Regions from separate parts of the Mus musculus genome. Here region 1 is linked to region 2. Evidence: chromatin contacts called from public Hi-C data. All regions are on one chromosome and are shown on one strand. The core of a region is the stretch at or near the end of the contact, and the rest is flanking DNA. Distances in the headings are between cores, read along the strand shown. Region 1 has its middle 35 kb from the start of Gm40913. Region 2 has its middle 35 kb from the start of Gm30549.

Evidence for each region. A called contact is a pair of places that touch in the nucleus more often than the background predicts.
Region 1: a Hi-C map of cerebellum shows a contact between it and region 2, with 2.4 times the contacts expected there. The contact joins two enhancer-like sites. A contact is called at or near these places in 1 of 15 datasets of contacts at CTCF or cohesin (the NIH/3T3 cell line), 8 of 484 Hi-C or Micro-C datasets (3T3-L1-derived adipocytes, Th2 cells, adipose-derived mesenchymal stem cells and 4 more) and 3 of 115 datasets of contacts at active chromatin or transcription factors (the SCID.adh cell line, acute myeloid leukemia and fibro-adipogenic progenitors).

The regions. Positions count from the first base shown.
Region 1 is chr13:37,295,811-37,301,762 of GRCm38.p6, forward strand. No RefSeq gene overlaps it. Among named protein-coding and RNA genes, the nearest start is that of Gm40913, 35 kb to the right of the region's middle. Within about 2 kb of position 2,166, at least 2 of the 459 cell types and tissues checked have an H3K27ac peak or open chromatin away from gene starts, as enhancers often do. A contact at or near this core is called in cerebellum, where this site is marked.
Region 2 is chr13:37,102,734-37,108,416 of GRCm38.p6, forward strand. No RefSeq gene overlaps it. Among named protein-coding and RNA genes, the nearest start is that of Gm30549, 35 kb to the left of the region's middle. Within about 2 kb of position 1,493, at least 30 of the 459 cell types and tissues checked have an H3K27ac peak or open chromatin away from gene starts, as enhancers often do. A contact at or near this core is called in cerebellum, where this site is marked.

The DNA.
Region 1 (5,952 bases), core at 916-3,415, 190 kb after region 2:
TCTAGTCTCTAGTCTAGTCTATTACATCAAATAGAATTCTAGTCAATGACACCTATCGGGATCTACTAAAAGACTTCTGATAAAATGTTTGTCCACTAAAATATGAGAGGTACATGGGGAGCTATAACCACTCCTTCACCAGCTTTGACTATGTCTGTGTGGAATGCCTAGGCTTCGAGAACAGTCTTGTGACAACAGAAAACAACCCTGACTTTCCGAAGACAGTAGAAGAGGAAGATGGATTCTTCTGGCTCTTTTACCACACCACAAAAAGTCTGATGTATACCAGTGGTTCTCAACCTGTGGGTCGTGACCCACTTGGAGGTTGCATATGAGATATCCTGAATATCAGCCATTTGTATTACAATCCATAACAGTAACAAAATTACAGTTAGGAAATAGCAACAGACTAATTTTATGGTTGGGGGGGGGGGGTCACCACAACATAGAAACTGTATTAAAGGATCACTGCATTAGGAAGGCTGAGAACCACTGATATATGCTCTATAAGCCCTGTATCATGAGACTAGTTGGGTTCTCAGGACTGAAGCCATTTTTAACCTGGATGCTATAAACATCCTTAATTACTCAACAATGGCTCATTAGTCTCAACTTCTAGGTGCACACACAAAGTTATCCAAGAGACTGCTGTTGGGTCCATCTCATGGTTGTTTTTTTTTGGTAGTGCTATTTGGAGGCCACCTACACGGAACACAGAAGAAACAAAATGCCTCCAATGAACAACGTCATCATCAGAAACACGGAACTATACTTGCATCAGTCATCCCAATACAGTTCAGAAGTATGGCATGAAGAAGCAAATGTAAAAAAAAAAAAAATGAAATGAAAAATATAGCAAGGTGCTAATTATGTAAGTAAAGAATACAGTCATAAAGAAGCATACGAGTTTCTCAACAATTCGCATACAGTCATGGAACAAACACATACATAATTTTAAGAATCTGAATCCTATCGGGAGCTAGAGAGATGGTCCCATTGATGAGAGTCCTGGTTTTTCAGAGCATCCTGCTTCCATTCCAGGCACCCAACTAGCTCACACTGTAACTGTAACTATATCTGTAACTCCAGTTCCATGAAAGCTGATGTACTCCTTTAGGTCTATGCACACACCAGGCACACAAAGTGGTGCATATACATAGAGGCAGTCAAAACACCATAGACATAACATTTAAATAGTGGGTACTTGTATTAGTTACTGTTACATAATAAATTCCTCCAAATCTTGTTGCTTCGAGACAATAAACACTGGTTATCACCAAGTTCGCTGGGTTAGGAATTATGTATGGATTAGCTTCTTACTCATGTTTTTCAGATTACCAGACTCTGGTTTAGGGTCCTATCTGAAGGCACAGCAATGGAATATTAGCTAGAAGCCTCTTCTAAACCCTTGCCAGCATGTCTTTTCAGAAGTCCACAATCCAGAAGCTTGATTTCCACACAGTGAGTGACAGCGTGGGAAACAGGATATGTGAATTGGAAGATAGTCTTATGCTTGTCACAGTCAACTTACCAGAAGCAAGTCAATAGGTCTAGGTCACACATGAGGGGAAGGCACAGGTGCACATGGACCAGGAACTACCCATAATGCTCTCTGCTCACCTGTCAGCAGCAACAGGGATGCCTTGGCATAAATAAGAGGGGCATACTGAGTCAACTCTGTTTACTCCGAGGTAAAAATAAAAGAAAGAAAAACAAACAAAAATAAAAAATCAGGCTGCAAAAAAAAAAAAAAATCAGTGCTGCTTATATGCCTATAGACATGCAGCTAGTTGAAATTAAATAATACCTGACAAGACTCAGTATTTGTTTTTTGGAGCAAAATGCTGACTCTGTATCAGAAACTATCAAGAAACACAGACCAAAAATTAAAATCTTATTCTTTAAGATCAGAGACCAAGAGACAGGAAGAAACTGGTTATTAATATAGTTTTTATGGAAAATGTAGCATCCCAAATGTAAATTTACTGGGAAAAAAAAGTATGGTTCAAAATGTCTTGGTGCAGATTTGAGTAATGTCATAGTAGGGGGAGACTTTAAAATTCATGTTAATAGGTAGGAGATCAGAGGTCCAGGTGGCCAGTGATGTCTCTTGGACATGGCAGACTCCTCCTGGCCAGGCAACTCTATCTGCAACCCTCCTGCCAGAGTGGAAATGCAATCTTTACAGTGTCCAGATGGCTTCTAAATTGGCAGTCCCCTTCCCTTTTCCAAGAAATACACACCAAAGAGTTAATTTCATCAAACGATTCTGTATTTAACGTCAGTCTTCTAACAGGCAAAATTCCAAGTCTCCATCTTTCTGCCTGGAACCAGGGGAGTGCTCCTTTTATTTTGTCTCATTCTTTTCCTGATGCGTTCTCTCCTCCTTTTCATGCTCCTCATCACAGCATAGGTTCATGAAAAATTAACATCCCTGTTCAGCAGGGAAGCTCGCGCCTTTTAAAAGTGTTCTGGCAAGCCCAACACCGGGATGCACATCTCCAAGCAGACCTGACTTAGGAAGGTACAGTGTGTTACAGAGCTTCTTCTCAGACAGCCTGAGTCTCAAGGGCAGTGGTGCTGCTGATGGTACTACCCTTCCTTGGTTCTTTCACAGAACAAGGTCTTTGAGGTGTATGAATTTGCAAGGTCAAAATAATCCATTATGATGGAGAAGCTATTTTATTTTCTCAGCCTCCAGGGAAGATGAGGGACAGACCCGATGTCTTCAAGTCCACAGACAAAATGGCATCTGTAATTGATGAGTAGAGCTGCAGAGTTTGGATGGTAAGGCCTTCAACTCACAACAGACTTGGAGATATGTGTCAATTATAAAACTTCAAGTCAAAGGAAGGAGGGGAAATATAATTCTACTCAAAAAGCTGATGGGCAGAGCATTTCATGAAAATTAAAATTACTGGGGTGGGGCACTCTCCAAAAATTATTTTCAAATATTTTTATTCACAGTTGCACATGATAATTTGGACTGAAATTCACTGAAAATTGATTAGAGATCTCAAGTTATGTCATATTATTGATGAGTTGCTCTGAATAGTTGTGTAAGAGCCCCAGTAGACTTTAGTTGGTAAACTTGATCCTGGGCTGAATTAGATCCTAATTCTAGATCTTTGCTCATTCCTCTTCTCCCAGAGCTACTTTGATCCAGAATCATAGCTGTTGGGCAGTATCTTATGAAGTCACAAAGCCACCAGATGACTAAACAGCTTTAAGACAACAGAGCACGTGCTGGCTGGCTGGCTGGCTGCCATTGCTGAGCTCAGTGCAAGGGAATTTCACCCCAAATGCCCTCACTTCATTATTCCCATCAATACCAGATCTCACTGGGCTCCACAAACATGGTCTCCTTCATTGGTCTTCCATCACTGCTTCCAAGACTGAAAGCTCTTCATATCATAGTCACCACCACCCCCCAAATAAAATTAGAAGTCCGGTTAGTAAATGGCCTTTCACTGAGCTTATGATCCCTCCCTCCAGCAGTCTCCTTTAGGCCTCATATTCTATATCTCCTGTCACCCAGCTCCAATAATAACACTCAAATTCAACAGCCAGAGTTCTCAGGTCTGACAGACCCATTGAGTCCCCAGTGCCTCTTCAAAAGTCATTGTAGCCCAATACCTTAGAATGCATTGTATAAAATACATGAATGGCATGAGTCACCTTCACACCTAAACTTCCAACGTCTATCTCCTCAATAGATATTTGCAATACCAATCATCATCTCTTTAGGTTTTTCGGGCACTCATTTAGGTTTTAGACCCCTGTGTGTGGTCAAAACAGCTGCATTAAAGAGGTAGAGAGGAGGCAGGAGGACTGCCTGCATGAGGGGAAGTGGCTGGCAGGCCGGATGAAGATTATAGGAGATTGGAGAGGGTGAATGTCCAAGGAAAGCACACATCATGAAAGAGGGATGATAAGGTCACCTTCAGGAACTAAGCAAGCCATCAGGAAACCATTAAAAGAACACCTCTCTCCTCTCTGGGGTTGTTCATCAGCTTCATGGATCCTTCATATTCATATCTCCCCACTTACTCTGCATAGAGAGAACCCATATTGCTTCAGCTGTATGTAGGATGCAAAGTAAAAGATGCTAAAAATCACCACTACAACCCAGGACTGCACTGACACAGCTATGCAGTCCAGGCCCGGCATGTGTGTGGTCATAACAGCGGCATTAAAGAGGTAGAGAGAGGAGAAAGCCATTTTAGCCCCCTCGCCCCTCCTTTTTCCTTGACAAAAGCTCCTCTGGCCTAAATTCACTCTAAGTCACTCCAAGATTCAATAGAAACTCAAAGCAAACTGCATGCTAATGGCTTCTCAAAAGTAAACACATTATAATTGAGCCATCTTATTCCTTGGCACATACAGCAGCTGGTCTGACCACACACATGGACTATTATGCCCGGACTCAGTGCCATATTTTCAGAGGGGAAAATGACAAAGTGGACTACACTCAGGAAAGTGTTCCACATGATAAATGGTGGGAGAAATGAGTGCTCTATAATCTTCCTGTGAGGGAGGCAGGAGGGCTGCAGGCATGAGGGGAAGTGGCTGGCAGGTGGGACGAGGATTATAGGAGATTGGAGAGGGGACATTAATCAAGCAAAGAAGCCCATCAAGTGAATGTGAGTGAAAGCACTGTTCGAAGTCCATTTCCTCATTCTCTAAGCGCAGCAGATTGGGGTACACATACATATGGTTTTCAAGGCAGGTACCTACAGCCTCTCTGGTAGGGGAATGGGAAAAGCTTTTCTCCTTGTGAGTTTGTAAATAGAAACCAAAAGCATCAAAACTATATATAGCTTCTCAACACAATTCTTCCTACAAGCTTATTTTAAGAAAATAACCAGAAATGTTTTCGAAGAATGTTACAAATGAACACTTGTCAGAATAATAATTATACTTACAACCTAAAGGATACACTGGGATCTGCAAGATGGTTCAGCCAGTAAAGGCATTTACTGTGCAACCCTGGTGATATGAGTTTGAACACAGAGGTAGAAAGAGAGATCGGACTTCATAATGCTGCCCTCTGACCTTGTATATATGCACACACATGTGCACATACATTATGTACACAGACAATGATAGTAATAACTTAGAAGGGGAGAAACTAACTAAATGCCCAGCAGAAATCTATAAAAGTTTTCTGGTATGGTGTTTGTCATGTTCCTGTCGCTGCAAAAATATCTTGCTCATAGCTTCTGTAAGCTCTTCCACAGTCCCGGCAGTGTTTGCTCAATCTTGCAGGTAAGGAAGTTAAAGAACAAAGATCGGGCAATGGGTAGTCACGCTGGAACACCAGCATGAACACCCAGGATTGCTCTCAGCTCCCAGGTAATGTTTAGCAGTGCTGGAACACCAACATGAGCACCCAGGGCCCCAGGCTCCACATCTGTAATCTCATTAAGTGGATTTAAAAGTTATAGAATGATGACTGTGGTATACTGGGAAGTATAATGCAAAGTTCAAGGACAGTCTTAGCTAATCAGAAGACAGCACTCACAACCTGATGGCCTATCTCAAAAAGAGAAAAGAGAAGAGAAGGACATTCATTAATATTGGTTAGTAAAACGTACTTAATTTGGGTTTTAGAAACTAGGAGTATGCAGTCATTAGGCATCTTCTATTCTCCAGCTTCCCGTGTCGTTTCTGCAATTCACCTCCAGTTCATAGAGATTCGCTCTTCCAACACAGTCAGATGTTGAATAACCAGGAGCTGACTTGCCGTCTCTGGCTAATTTTTACTCTTCTTCAACGGCTATCGCACAGAGGATCGACGGATATAAGATACTACCAAGCAGAACTTTATCTTTATATCCCTTAGAGGAGAAGTATTTTCAAGGAAAAATTTCAGCACTTGGAGCGAGGGAGATGTCTCCGTGAGTGATGACACTTGCTCTACAAACAAGAGAGCCTGAGTTCAAATCCCCA
Region 2 (5,683 bases), core at 243-2,742:
AGAGAAAGATCTATCTCCTCAGAGACCATGAGACCAGCCAAGGTCACTGTGCTCGGGACAAGAGGAAGGAAACCCTGGGACATGAAGGTTTATGAACATCAGTGTGCACACTGAAAATGCGGCACAGAACCTGGGCTGAGCAAGGCATCAAGACACTATTCTAAGCCTCCCTCCCATGCCACCTTCCTCTCCCTTCTGAATCTGACGGTTCTCTCCCAGGCACTTACCAGTACATCGTACTGAGTCTGTGCCTCTGTTCCCACAGCCAGGAGGAAGCCATCAGTCACTAGGTCTCCAGTGCTTATATGGGATTCTCTCTTGTAAATAAGGCTTGGGGAGAGAAGACAGAGGCATTCAAAGAGCATGCATTTATATTAAGTCACATAGCTGATGCATACATTACACATTCTGTACATTGCATCTTTGTTAGTCTATGTATCACATATGTATTTATTTTAATGAAACCCAACAAAACAAGGGAGGTAATATATGTACTTGAATTAATCAACAAATACTTATATTGCTAAGTACACTACTCTAAGCCCTTTATAGGTGATAACCCATTGAATCTTCCAAACCATCCGACATTTTAACTGTCTACCTTATCCCCATTTTACAGATGAAGATGATAAAGGCCAGACAGGCTATGAAACAAGCAGTGAGAAAAGCTGTGAGGACTGATTTGCATGTATATGTAACACTTCATGACATGTAATATATAATAAGATTTACGTTTTTAAGTCCTCTTAACCTATGTTGTATTGTGTTATTGTCACTGAAACTGGAGTCCAAGTCTTTTATAAACAAGGTGTCAAAATCCTGTCATCATGTCTGTCTTTTGGTTCCCATTTTGATCATGGTTATTATTATTATTATTATTATTATTATTATTGGATTTTTCCATAGTAAGTTTACCCTGTTTGCTTCAACTGAAATTCCAAGCATTCAGGAGATCTGTCTGCGATTTAGCTTCGCAGCCTGGAAGAACACTGCATGCTAACAACACATCTTTTTCCCTGAGCTATCGGGTACATGCAGATGCCCCTCCCAACAGCTCAGTAGGCTTGGAAGAGCACCACCTTTCATACACAGACAACCTTGTTAACTGCCAACAAATGAGACTCAGAGCAATGCACACAGGAGAGTAAATCTGCTTGGGCAGGTACCTTGTGGTGAATGTAGCTATGAAAACGCCGCTGAAAATGTCACTCTCTACCCCATGTAGGTCCCAGCTGAGTGAAGAGGTATCCACCCTACCTTGAAGTGCTGAGGAACACAGCCTCATATTTATTATTCATAAGAAATGGAGCCCATGCATTTCAGACATCTGCAGAGCATTGCAGCCCTTAATGAGGTGGGGGAACCGAGCCATGCCGCTCCCTGGTGGCCCCCAACTGTGTTTATTTGAATACGTGATCATTAGACTGCACAAGGCTCTCTGGGGCTCAGTGCCCAGAGTGCATTACACCCTGGAGAATGTGAAAATACTTTAATTAACAACAGGAGTGGGCAGCCCTGCTGAGTTCCTTCTGTTACCATCCTCAGGACCTGAGAAACCAGGATGCATGCACCACCCCCACCATCTCTCATTATCAACATAAAAGAAAACCTTAAGCAACGATTTCTTTTAGAATTGTTTTGGAAAGGCCAGTAAGTACAAAATATTTCCCTCTTTTCTTTCCTCTGACTCACCCTTATTAGTAACGAACATTACATCAATATATATAAGCACCTGCAGCATGCTGTACTCGATAGTGCATGCATGCATGAGCTTGCACACACACACACACACACACACACACACACACACATGAGAGAGAGAGTGGAGAGAGAGAGAGAAGGGAAGGAGGGAGAGGGAGAGATGCAGACAGACAGACACAAGGGTGCGATGGGAGAAAGACAATACATCTTTATAATTCACGTACTCTGCAAACATTACAGTCCTCTGGGGTATACAGATGAAGAGCATGCCAGATTGGCTTGAAATGTGTACTCATTTGAATGTGAAAATTTACATTAGTCAATTACTCAGATAAATGTTTTGCTTCATTAACTTAAATGGAACGCTGACAGTTTCCACACATGCTATCTGGCTAAGAGATTTGTTTGTTTGTTTGTTTGTTTTAAAATTTGAGTCATTGGTTTCTGCCTGATTTGAGATCATGTAATAGCCAACCATAACGTGCAGGCCAGGAGAAGAGGGCTGCCACTCCACTGTTACAAGATTGACTGGCTGCATAGCTGTACAGTCTCTGTCCAGAACTGACTTACTACACGTGTACAAGTGAATCTGAGCTGAGCTGGGTCGGGACATATAGATTGGCAGAATATGGCACTGCCCCTAACCACCACTTGTTCCCCAGACTGGCTTCTTGCAACATAGGGTAACTTTATGACAAGGTCTGTGATTGCTCAAGAACTCAGAGGTTGCTTAAGAATGATCTTAGTGGTCCCTGCATCGTTTGAATGCTCTTTTGGAACATCTGCTGATGTCCCTGCACTGATATAGGCCCTCTAAACAGTGGATAATCCACAAAGTGGGAAGGCATCAAAAAAGTAAACACTGACATGTGAAACAGGGAGTGTCACCTTCATTAAGCATCCTCTGTCCCCAGGCATACCAGCAAAAATCCTTTTCGTTTCTTTTTGAGGTAGTACATTGAAGTAGAACAGAAGAATAGTAATCGAAGGAGCCATTTACCTTTTCAAAATTAACTTTAAAACTTCAATAGTTTTAAACTTGCAGATAAAATTTCAAAATGTTAAAAAGAATTTGCATATGTTCCACATACCTAGTGTCCTCTATGATTAAGATTTGTATTAGTCTATTACATTCCTCATAATTGATGAATCAGTAGTAATAGTTATCTTAGTATCAACTAAAGATTCAACTTTACTTAGAATTCCTTAGTTTCAACCTGGTAGCCATTCTCTGATACAGAATTCCATGCAAGTTATTTGAGTATGAGTTAGCTACTTTGGCATGTGTCAAAACACTTGATGTAAATCAAGAGACGATGATTTCGTTGGGCATATGGCTGGATTTCAGAGGTGTTGGTCAATCATGTTAGGGAAGGTAGGGTGGAGCCAAGTGCCCTCTGTCACAGTAACCAGGAGGCAGAGAGAAAGAAGGTTCTGATCACTCTCCTCTTCATTTTATTACACCTGGGTTCTGAGGCTATGTGATGGTGTCTGGGTAAATTCATCATATACCCCCATGCTCATTTAATATCTCTGGAAACACTTTCATAGACACACATACATAGGTGAGCTCTTTAAATTTCACTTCTCAACTCAATAATAATAGTAGTCAAGACTGCCCATCACAGTCCGAATTTAGTTGTTACAGCTTCTTAGGCTCCCCCATGATGTGCCAATTTTCCAGACCTTCTCTAGTTCATGTGACCCTTTCAGTCTGAAGAAACACTGGCCAGGTATCTGGCCAGGTTTTGTGGAGAGTCTTTCAGTCACAATGTGCTGAGTAGCTTCCTTGTGGTTAGTGTGAGGGCTTGTGGTTATGGAGAGAGCGACCACAGAGGTGAAGTACTATTTCATCACTCGATATCAGGAGTACAAACGAACTCGACTAATCACAGGTGTCTGCTCTTTATCCCTGAGAGGATGAATGCCCCCAAACCTTTAACTCTCTCTGCAAAAGTCAGCCTATGGGAGCACCAGCCATACCTACAACCTCCTTGATCCATTTCCTGGACTGTGGTCAGTCTCTTGGGTTCCTTGAATAGTTTATGGACCATAATACTTATCATTTTCAGCATTTGCATTAAATATTTAACATGGACGGCAGCTGCGAATTATCTTACAAGGACTATTATTTCAACCTCAGTCTAGGAAATCAGATTAGGCTCGTTGTACCCACGAGAGAGAACTTTCAGCAACTGAGGGTTTCAAGGAAAAACTTATTCTACTTATTGATCTGGTGATATTACATTTTAAATGTTTGTGTCACGGTCGAGTGACTGTAGGTAAGCTTCTTATTCTTTTCACATCAGGTGGGATAGGGAACAAGAGGAGTTATTGAGCATCTACTGTGTATATTCCCGTCTTTTATGTTACCCATCGTTTAATAGTCACAATGCCCTACAACTCAGGTATAATTATGTGTGCTTTGCAGAAGAAGAAGTGGGTACATGCAGAGCATGGATGTGGCGTGACTGATGGATGCTGAGCCCAGTGTTGGTGTGTTCAATTTTCTTTCTATATTACATCTTGTTCCTATGGGGGTTAATGATATATGTTTTAACAGTTATGTTTCATTTTTCTGCTTTTCCCAAACTGTCTTCATTAATGATGTAAGACTTCTTTCTGGTCTTCAAAAATGTCCACGCTCCAAAACTTTTTAAGAAAAGTGTAAGGTTGTAACCTTCTGGATATTTCCATGTTTAATAAAAGTTATTTATACCTCTTTATTAATTCTACATTTAAGCAAATGTTTTTCCTCTTGTTGATAATGATATTAAGGTGCCCTTATTAATTTTTCATAAATTGTCCAGAGCATAAAGTAAGGATGACATTATTAGAAATGTTTCATCATAATCAATATTTGACTGTAAAAAATAGTTGCAATATATGTAACAAAATAGTATTTTTTCTGTAAGAAGCTCAGGTGACTTAGTGAGGAAAAAAACCTATAGAATCATAAACCAAGACCATAAATAGGTCATTCTCAAATGAAGAGATGAAAAATAGCTTGTAAATTTATGAAAATATATTCAGCCTCTTTACTAATCAAATACATGCTAGCCAAAGCAAAAACAATATGTTTTTCAAACACTAGTTGATAAATATTTAAAATTTTTGATATCCAGAGCTGACAAGAATGTGGAAACAAAGACTTTTAGTAATGCCTATTATTGTTTAAATATACATTTCCTTGAAACCTAAATTTGTCTTCCAGAAATTTATTCTATTGAAATAGTTGTTCAAGTATGCAAATATACATTTCCCTAGATGCTAACTGCATTATTGTGTGCATAAAAAAGGAGGCATATTGAAGTAAATCATTGTATATACCCCGAGTACAAGATCATTCAAGTCACTTAGAAGCATATGAAGTGAGACTACATTATGCTTTTGAATGAGAAAATCAGGTTTCTCAAGAGCTTAGCTTTTGGCACAGCGAATCAATGCGTCAAACTTTATCTACATGTTGGCACATCTGTCCTCTGAAGCTGCAAGGACATTACACAAGAAAGAGAATCGTCAGCTTGCCATACTCTGACTTCTTTGTGTGCCCCTGTATAAGTGTCTGCAAACAGACTGGGGAAAATATTTGTAAGCTGACTCAGGGTATTCTAGGCAGAAAGATTAGTAGATTAGGGTCATTGTATATTACGAGTCAGTATTTAGTTCACACTGCACAATGACCTCTGTCCAACATGTTCTAGGAAATTGAAAATGATCAAAAGCACAGCAATTACATGGGATGGTTCATCAAAAAAAATATTGTGGTAATGGGTCCAGATTCGCTTAATCTTTTCTTATCACTTTATCACCTGGTGCATTCTATAAGATAAGAAAATTTAAATGGGCATTATTGTATTTCTACACACGGTATTCTTAAATTATTAACTTCAAATAATAGCTTTCCAACTCTAAGCAATCTGAAGAGAAATTAGTCTCAAGTGTCTGCTAAGACTTCATCCCAGCTTAGTCAAGGTCCATT